Regions from separate parts of the Sus scrofa genome. Here region 1 is linked to region 2. The links are chromatin contacts, called in public HiChIP or PLAC-seq maps. All regions are on one chromosome and are shown on one strand. Each heading gives the region's core, a stretch centred on a gene start, on an enhancer-like site or on the middle of the called end of the contact. The rest is flanking DNA. Distances are from core to core; before and after follow the strand shown.

Region 1 (5,081 bases), core at 834-3,333, 170 kb after region 2:
GGTGCTTACAGTGGTATCTATGGCATTTTAAGTGCACAAAAAAATTGGTAAACTATTTTGGCATTACAGTTGGTTAAGACTGATGAGGAACTTGGGGTCCGTGCCAGAACTTTGGATGACTAGCAGGATGCCAGAAACTCAAGCTAACATGCAGCTGAAGACCAAAGAGGAGTCCTTTCAGCGCCCCACTGAAAAATATCTATAGGGATCAAACCTGCAATTCAAAGAAGCTTTTGGTTAATGTCAGTTTTAACAGGTTTGATACCTTACTTCCACATTAACTGGCTCCCAATAGAGCCCTCCTGAATTCTTTTTATTAAACGAGTATTACTGAAAGCCTACTTTATTTTTTTTTATTTTCCCACTGTACAGCAAGGGGGTCAGGTTATCCTTACATGTATACATTACAATTACATTTTTTCCCCCCATGAAAGCCTACTTTATTGTGCAGTAAGGTTTTGTTTTGTTTTGTTTTTTGCCTTTTTTTAGGGCCGCACACTGTGCAAATGGAGGTTCCCAGGCTAGGGGTCAAATCAGTTACAGCTGCCGGCCTATGCCACAGTCAAGCAACGCAGGATCCAAGCCGAGTCTGCGACCTACACCACTGCTCACAGCAACGCCGGATCCTTAACCCACTGAGTGAGGTCAGGGATTCAACCGGCAACTTCATGGTCCCTAGTTGAATTCGTTTCCACTGCGCCACAACGGGAATTCCATCGTGCAGTAAGTTTTAAACAGCACAAATCGTGTAAAAACCAACACACAACTACACCCTTTTGCTCTTATGGCTTCACACTTATCAAAGAAAAGCTCCTAGACATTACCAAAATAGGAAAAATTCTTTAAAGTGCCAGACCTGTCACAAATTTAATGTAGATCAAATGTAGCAGCTTATCACAATCTCGTCTTAAAATAATGAAAACATATACGGCGTGAAAACAATAGGTACACTTTGCAGTCCCATTAGCCGGAGTCAGTCCCACATGGGAAGGAGTAGGAGTGAAGAAAAGCGTGACAACTGCTTTAGTCCCACTGGATCCTTCGCTCTTCTTCCGGAAGAATGCTCCAGTTTGGGGAGGCCACATCCCGGGCCAGCCAGTTGAAATCGTCAACGTCGTTCCAGTTATTTTTGCTCCTATCTAAACCAGAGCCCTCAAAGTCCTTGTCGATCCCCGGGTAGCTCCAGGTGTAGGGGGCGAACTGGATCCCCGTGCAGTCCTCCACGATGGCCCTGCTGGTCACCAGCAGGAAGACGCGGGTGTCTTTTGTGGTGTGTACGCGGAGCTGCTGGCAGGCCACAGCCAGCACGCAGTCACTGCAGTCCTCCAGGAACACAGAGGTGGACACGGGGCCGCAGAGCAGCGTGCAGCCTCGGGCCTTGGTTAGCCGCAGAGTATTGGGATTGCCATACAATTTGATCGTGCAATTACTCAGTTGGGTCAAAAGGACGTCGCGCTGGTGCAGCTCGTCGGCTCTCTTCTCCAAGACTTCGGACTGCAGGTTGGAGAAGCCGCAGACCCAGCTGGAGTCGAAGCCTCCCTCCTCCTTCAAGGGCGGAGAGGAGGCCAGGATGCCGTCAGCAGCCGGGGCGCCGGGAGCCGAGTCTACTTTGGTGGCTGAAGCGATATCCTTCCTGCGAGTCTTGAAAGCGAAACGCTTCTTAGGCTGCAGCTCCTGACGCCGCTTGGCCAGGGCCGCCTGCAGCCGCGCCAGCACCTCTTGTCCCTGCCGCAGATCGTAGGCGGCCAGGAACAAAACCGAATCGTTGATAAGTTTCTGCAGCCCCTGTAGCCGAGCGGCCGCCTCCTCCAGCTTCTCGACGGACTCCCCGCCTTCCAGAAGCTCTTCCACGGCCGATCGCTCCCGAGCGAAGGCGGCGGCGAAAAAGTCGCTCTTTTCCTCCTCCACCTCCTCGTTCTGCCGCTTTTGCTTCCGCCTTTCCACCTCCAGTTGCCGCTCTTGTTCTCGCCTCTGAAGCCGCTCGGGCACCAAGCTCCGGTCCCACTGGGACCCCAAGTCCCCGTTCCGCACAGCAGCAGCAGCCGCAGAGAAACTACTATCCTCCATCTTGACTTCAAGCTTCCTTTCTCCTGCCTTCCTTCTCCGGGCGCGCCCTTCGCGAAGCCTCCCACCAACGCGCCTTGTGATTGGTCGGACATGCTGACGTCAGACCCCGGCCTTATTTTCTTTGCCCATTGGCTTCTTGGCGTTGGAGGGGCGGGGCCGTGGGGCGGGGCCGACTGGCGGGGGGGTGGGGAGACAAAGGTCCTTGTGGATGGGTGGGGTGGGAGGCAGGCGGGGGAAGCTTTTTTTCCTCTTAAAGGGGCAGGACTTATATCCGGGATTGTGGGGTGAGTTGCAGCAGCGGCAGCTGCACATGTGGGTTTGTTTATAAGAACAAGGTTAGAAACTCGCAGGCCTCCCCCTCCCCCCCAGCTCCTCCCTACTACCCCCTTACAGGCCGGAGAACCGCTACTGGTGGGGGGAATGTGTGCGTGCGGTGGTGGGGGGGACAGGTAGTGGTGAGAAAGATGGAGGGGGGGATATTACACCGCCCGGCCCGCGCCGGAGGAAGCGGCAGCTGGAACAGCTGTCTAGGGAGCCGCTCGCATGCCTCAGTTTTTTTCTTTTCCCTTCCACCACCCCTTCCCCCAACCCATTCCTGCCGCCCCCAAACCCTCATCCTACCCGCCCTCCCCCTCCCCCCGCCGCTGCAGTTCGGCGTGGCCTGGGGCTCCTGGATCCCCGCAGGCAGTTACCGGGGCGGGAGAAGGCGAGGGGCTCCGGTATGCGACGTACTGGGCTCCTCACTGCAACCGGGTTCAGGGGGTCCTGGGGGAGTCTCAAAAAGGATTTATATTTTTTGGCCAATTACTGCAGTCGGAGGGGTGGGGGGAGGGTAAGATTCCACACCCCCTTCCTCTTCCTCCCACGCCCTCCCCCCTTTCGCCGTCACAACCTCGGCAGCTGGGCGCCGCTGGCCGCGCCCGGGTGAGACCTCAGCTCGGGCTCAGGCTCTCTGTGGGGCCGTCGGTCTTTAGGAAGGCGATGGGGGAAATGTTACATTATTTCTAGAGGTGGTGGGAGGGATTTGTCACCGGAAGTGGATGAGCCTAGCCTAAAGTCGGGACCAGCCAGAGGTGTGAGTGGGCAGCCCAGACGGCGTAGTCACTGGCAAAACCCAGGGCAGCGGGCCGGGCGAGAGCTGGGGCGCGGCCGGCACCGGCGCTCGGCGACCTCGCGTGCTAGGTGCAGCCCGGCGGAGCTCGGGGGCCTCCGACCCGGCCCGCCCTTCCCGTCTTTGGTTTCACTCTTAACCTCCACCTCCGTTCCCAGCATCAGTCGGGGTATTTAACTGCCCAAGAAATTGTCACTTGAAATTTCACTGATAATACCTGCATTTTGATGCAGAGGGAGATGGGAGGAAGCGAGAGAATGGAGAGTCGTTTCCGATTGTTCACGCCGCTTTCTCCTCCTTTCCTTTCCATTTTAAGCCCAAACCAAAAACAAACATAAATTCCCATGTTTCTCCGCTGAAAATCAGCACAGGTCACACTGTTTGGCATATTCCACTCGGGGGGTGGGGGTTATTGTATGTTTGTATGTGTGTGAACGTGTACCCGATGGAAACGGGGGTGCTGAAAAAAATCCTGTGTACGCTTGTGGTATATCTAAGTTTTCATTCGCTTTGTTTCATGGGCAAGAGAGATGGAGGCCCTGGGGGTTTTGTGAGGTCTGGTGAATGAAATATAACTGGTGATCTTATGTGAGTCGTACCGGGAATGCAGTAGCTGCTTTATTTTATGAAGGGTTGGGTTAACCAAGGGAGCCTTAAAAGATTTATTTTTGCTAGGGAAAAAGACCTGACCTGCCTCTTTTAAGTTTTTCACCTATTGAATCTTTCCCACTCAAATGATGAAGGTCTGTAGCCAAACAAGGTTTATTGGATTTGGGAGTTGCAGGTGGGGTGAGGCAACATTTTTGTATTAACTATAGTGACTCTAGGATAGGGGCTTGTGTTGTCTGTATCAGAAGTGGGACGGAAGGTCATTCATTTAACCCTTTTGAGAACTTCATTTCTGCTCATCAAGAGGTTTTGGCATAGAGTCCAGTTGACTTTGGAAGTTTCTGAATATTTTGAGTTGGCTAGTTCAAACTTTTCTGAGAAAATGGCAGAAAAGGACAAGAATGTACAGGTCACCCTACTGACCCAGTGTGTGGGAGGCTCTTTCAAAGACTGGGAATGGACAGCGATCAGTTGTATGGTCATCATAAAGCATTGGCTTGACAGTTCTTGACAGACCCTGGCACAACTGCAAGCCAAGGTAGGTGGTCAAGACATGGGCTTAATGTGCCCAAAGCAGTAGGCATTGCCAGACTACTTGCCTGTTCTGACATTTGAGGGCAGTTGATTCAGTGTGCATCTTTGAACTGGATTCCAGCTTCTCAGAGGTAAGTGCCTGTTCTGATGGAAGGAAAGAGGGGGGGTACATTACAGCAGAAACGTGGTAGAAGGCAAGCAACCAATGAGTTCTGAGTCCTGCTTTCAAAGATACTTTTCAGGACTTGTGAATCAGAATACTACTCTCTTATACACATCTTGCAAAGTGAAAGAATTCGAAGGTGTTACAGACTTTAAACATTTTTTAACAAAAACGTAGACACTTTAATCGTTCTATTGGTTAGATTTACTTTTTTAACTTTTTGAAAATTTCAAAGTGGAGAGAAGAGGTTTATGTGTACCCATAATGCAACTGCAACAGTTACCAGCTGACAGTCTTGTTTCGTTCAAAACTCTGGCCACTTCCCCACCCCACCTCACTCAGATTAGCAAATCCCAAACCTTATATTATTTCGTATTTCACAATTTGTAAATATCTCAGTATGTATCTCTAAAAGATTAGGACTGTCTTTCTGAAATAACCAACAGTACTATCACCGCACTCTAAAAAAGTGGTGATTGTTTCCTCAATATCATCAGCATTCCAGTCTATCGTCATTTTTCTCTGCTTATTCTCTAATTTCCTTTTCTTAAGTTAATTTATTTGAATAAGGATCCAGATGAGGTCTATACAATGTGC
Region 2 (4,859 bases), core at 789-3,288:
GATAATGAAAACACTACATAGAAATATTTGTGTAATATAATTAAAGCAGTATATAATGAAAGTATATTGTTAATAAATCTGTGATTCTTAAAATTCCCAGACCCACAAAATGATCCAGGAACTTGACAGAAATGCAATTTTCAGTCTTCACCCAAAATATATTGAATCAGAAATTCTGAGAGTGGAGTACGGATTTTACCAAGACACGAGGTAATTCTGATGTACGCTCAAGGTGTTTTTTTTGTTTTTGTTTTGCTTTTTAGGGTCACATTGGTCAAATTGGAGCTACAGCTGCCTGCCTACACCACAGCCATAGCAACATGGGATCCCAGACACATCTGCAATGTACAACACAGTTCACAGCAATGCTGGATCCCTGACCCACTGAGTGAGGCCAGGGATCAAACCCACAGCCTCATGGATACTAGTCAGATTTGTTTCTGCTGCATCACAATGGCAACTCCGCATGCTCAAGTTTGAAAACCACTGCCTTAGATGTACATGCTGAAAAAAAAGAGGAGGGTTAACAGCAAACATCCAATTCAAGAATTTAGGACAAAAGAACATTAATATCAACCCAAAAATAATAAAAGGAAGAAAAGAATGGTGTGAAGGGCAGAAAATTTCTTTACAATGTATTTTAATGGCTTTAATTCTATGTTAGGACTCTTAGGCATTATCTTTGCTTCTGGGTTGTAACGATCCCAATTTTCCTCCAGGTTGACTCTGACTGGGGAGCGCCTCACTGCAAGGAAGTTGAGCAAAGAAGAAAAGAATGTTTCAAGATCTCTCATTTAATGTCTCTCATTCTCATACATACGCATACTTTTTTTCTGGATAGAATCATAATAGGATATTAAAAATGCTTTTCCTTGGGGAAAGGGACTTGGGGTAAAAGAGGCACAATTTTCATTTTTTTCTTTCAAAATATTTCCCTTCAGTTTGAATTTATAATCCTATACATATATTACTTTTACGTTTTTAAAAATGATAACAAGGGTTATTTGTACTGTGAGATAATGGGTAACTTTTATTAAAAAAATTTAGTTAATATTATACTATTGTTAACAGCAATAACAGCAAACCAAGTCCCATATCTGGATTGGATCAGAACATTTTTTGCCTAATTCACAATTTCTTTATGGGAATAAATTAGCAGTCTCATAAAATGTGCAAGCAATTTTCTGATAAACTCTAAAGGAATCGAAAATTTGTTCTAAGAAACCCACTCACCCATATGCCAGTCAAGAACCTAATTACTTCTACCCAAATGCAATTTTCTTATCTAACAATGATTATCTATTTCTACACAATATCCCTATCAAGAGTAAATCTTTGAATTAGCTTGGTAGACTCCTTCTCCTTTGCAGCAAGATTTGTAATAATTTTTTTTTCCTGAGGCATGCATAAGTTCCTGGGCAGGTATCCAACCCTCACCACAGCTGTGACTAGAGCAGGAACAGCGACAATGATGGGTCCTTTAACCGGTAGGCCACCAGGGAACTCCCAAGATTTGAAATAAATTTTAATGAACGGTCTTAACTAAATCACTTGGAAATACATCCTTTAACAGCGTTTTAAAACGGCATGTTTTCGAGACCTTCAAAAACGTGGAAAATGTACACCTCGGTCACCAATCTAACGGAAAGAGGGGTTGATGGCTGATGGCCATAGAACTATACGAATAGAACTAATTCATTCATTCGACAAGTATTTGAGTTCGCACGTATGCCAGGCTTTCGTATTCGAGTTCTACCACGTGCTAGGTACGGTTCTAGGCTTGCGGGACAGAAATACGAACAAACGGTGTTGGGGGAATAAAACTACGGTACCCCACAGTATCTCGCGCTTCTTCCTCTTCCCGGGTGGGCGCTTCTCGCCACTAATCTCTTCCCATGATTCCAGCCGTGCGGAAAAGCCCCGCCCGCTGGTGTGCCATTTGCCTAGTCTCTTAGGAAGAGATGGACTACAACTCCCATAGTGCCATAGTGGGGCTCCTTGTAAGGGCTCCACCTCTACCCCCCCCAACCCCGGCCCTATGGAGGACGACTACAGTTCCCAGGGTGCTTTGCTTCCTATTTTGGGTGTAATTGCTTCTTTCCTGGTGCCGGACGCGGTAGAAGCGATCAAGAGTGCCAGGCCCGGGGTTCTCTGTGTCCTTCCCCGGGGTAGGGACGAGGCAGTGTCTTGACTTTTGGGCGCAGGGCCCAAGAGGGAGCGCGGGAGGCACCGTCCCTCCTGTACGCCTCACCTCACGCTACTCTCCGTCTTCTCCGACTTCCGCCGCCTGGACGGCTCCCGACCGACCGCCCGGGGCAGAGGTGGAAGTCTCGGACGCGGGGGCTGTGGCGAGGCCGCGGCCCTCGGAGCGGAGATAGCAGCGTCAGCGCTGGGGAAGCGCAGGAAGGAAGATGGCGTCGGAGCTGGAGCCCGAGGTGCAGGCCATCGACCGGAGTTTGCTGGAATGTTCGGCTGAGGAGACCGCGGGGGTGAGTGCCGGGACCCGGGCGGAGACGTCCGGCTGTCGCAGGCCGCGCCCCGGGGGAGGAACCGACTCCTGGAAATCCGGGAGCTGCCGGGCCCGGACTTGGGGTGACGACCGCGCCGGCTTCTCGGTTCTCGCCCTGTGGGTAACGGCCCAGGGAGGCCCCAGATTCTGCTCCTGTCCTTCTGTCTTTATCCACAAATAGCCCGCAAGTCTGCTGGATGCACAGCCACCTTCACGTTCCTTTTCGCGCTTCCATTATTTCTCCCAGGAAGTCCCTAACCCAGGGCCTTTGCCTTTTATGCCAACTCTTGGAAGATAGGAGGGAGAGACGCTTCCTGGTGCTTGGGGTACTTTATCCCTTCTGCTTCCTTTTCCTGAGATAAGCTGAGCCTTGCCTCCTCCTCTGAAACCTGCTACCTCACTTTGTTTCTGGGACCGCTCTAGGCACCGAAGGATGCAAACGATATCGTTCTTCCTCTTTACCCTGTTTTGTGCGTTTTTGCACCTGTTTGGTCAGTCGACAGCGTTGATGAATGTGCAGAAAGTAGTGTCTTGACACGTTTACTGAGATTGAGAAAGTAGTGGTGGAGACTGGGAGATTAAAAATAATTTTTCCAGGAGTTGGGGGTAGTTGGGTGGATAAACGAACATTATATAACTTTGAGAGAACAACTCTTAGTAAATGGATGCTAATAATGTGAAGTTTGGTCATGGTATAGTGGGGGCAGTTATGCCCCAAACTTAAAGCATTCAGACCCAGTATTGTACTGAAACTGTAATATGAATATGCTTGTATAAGTAGCAGAGTTGTAAAATAATTAACAAAACTTTATGGCATCTTTCCTTAAGAACACGGAACACCTATTAGAACAGATCGTTCGGAATGATTAAGAATGGACCCAAACAGCTGAGGCCCCACCTCTAAGGCCTTGGATTTAAAAAGCTGCTAGGAAGGGAGTGACCTTTGAACACAAGTCAACAATCTGAATGTTAGGAACAAAATTTCAGTGGTGTTCTGTAGTGAGTTATTTCGGGGTGAATTGATGACAGTAAAGTTGTAGTGGAAATAAATCACAGGAATAGAGGTGAAACATTTGAAGAAATACATTGTTGAATGATGAGTCTTTGTTTTTTTGTTTGTTTTTTAGTCTAGATGTGTTTTCATTTACTTTCTGCTTAATATTGCAACAATCCAAGGATTTTCCCCACCTGCCTTTCATTTATAAAGAGACTTGAAAAAGAAAATGAAAGTAAATAGTAAAATGGTAATGACAGTTACTGCCTATCCATGTCATCCTGTCAGTACCCATATTGACATCTAATCTCCTCAAAAAAAATTTTTTTTTTACTCCTACGGAGTTTTGTTGACCGAGCGATACAGGTTATGCACTCTAGTTTCCAAATTCTGCAAGTGCAAACTATTAAGTAATTAGAGCCTCTCCAATTTGTTGTGGTTCCTGAGGAAGCTAGTTTAAAACCGCTGCTGGAGACCAACACTCCTAGTCCTTGTGCAGTGAAATTCTCACGCAGGTATAGTAGAGGAAATTAAGGGAAATGCAATCAGAATTTATTAATTTGGCCTTAGTTTGAGTTTGTGAAGATCACAAACTCTGTTCTAGTTTTCTCTTTTCCTTGTTAGAGTTGATTCCGCACATATGACTTGCCCAGCATTTCTTAAGTCTGCCTCCATTTCATGCTCCACAGATTTGATTATATGTTCCCATAGATGATTATGACTTAAGAAGTACATATATCATTTTTCCCCCAAGTATGAAAGTAATCATATTCATTATAGAAGTTTTATGTAGTTTTGTATCTACATTGGTTACCTTATGCTTTGAAATTTTCAGTAGTTTTATATATAATTCACATAATCTTACAATTCAATTCAGTAGTTTTTAGTATATTCAGAGTTGTGTAGCCATCACCACAATCAATTTTAGAACATTTTTATCATCCTAAAAAAGAAATCCAATACCTGTTATCAGTCACTTCCTATTTTCCTCTAACCTCCCAAACCCTAGGCCGGTACTAACCTATTTTTTGTCTGCATTGATTTGTCTATTCTTGAAATTTCAAGTAGACAGTAAATAGAATCCTATAATATGTTGTCTTTTGTGACTGGCTCCTTTCACTTAGGTAGGGTTTTTAAGGTTTGTCCATGTTTTAGCGTGTATCATCAATACTTCATTCCTTTTTACTGCCAGATAATAGTCCATTATGTGGATATACCATATTTTATTTATTCATTCATCACTTGATGGAGATTTGGGTTGGTTCCACTTTGGTGAGATTTTGAACTGTGCTACCGTGAACATTTGTGTACACTTTCTTGTGGGGATGTATGTTTTCATTTCCCTTGGGCGTATAT

What was found. HiChIP or PLAC-seq counts read pairs in DNA pulled down with a chosen protein or histone mark.
Region 1: a contact with region 2 is called in an H3K27ac HiChIP or PLAC-seq map of skeletal muscle. The contact joins the promoter of TBCC here to the promoter of UBR2 in region 2. A contact is called at or near these places in 2 of 47 Hi-C or Micro-C datasets (heart right ventricle and psoas muscle) and 2 of 2 datasets of contacts at active chromatin or transcription factors (alveolar macrophages and skeletal muscle).

What each region holds. Positions count from the first base shown.
Region 1 is chr7:37,821,911-37,826,991 of Sscrofa11.1, forward strand. It overlaps TBCC (tubulin folding cofactor C), which reads right to left and starts at 2,084. Exons shown (of 1, transcript NM_001258407.1): 1 at 854-2,084. The coding sequence starts at 2,067. The coding sequence ends at 1,024.
Region 2 is chr7:37,653,770-37,658,628 of Sscrofa11.1, forward strand. It overlaps UBR2 (E3 ubiquitin-protein ligase UBR2), which reads left to right and starts at 2,039. Exons shown (of 47, transcript XM_021098699.1): 1 at 2,039-2,489. The coding sequence starts at 2,412.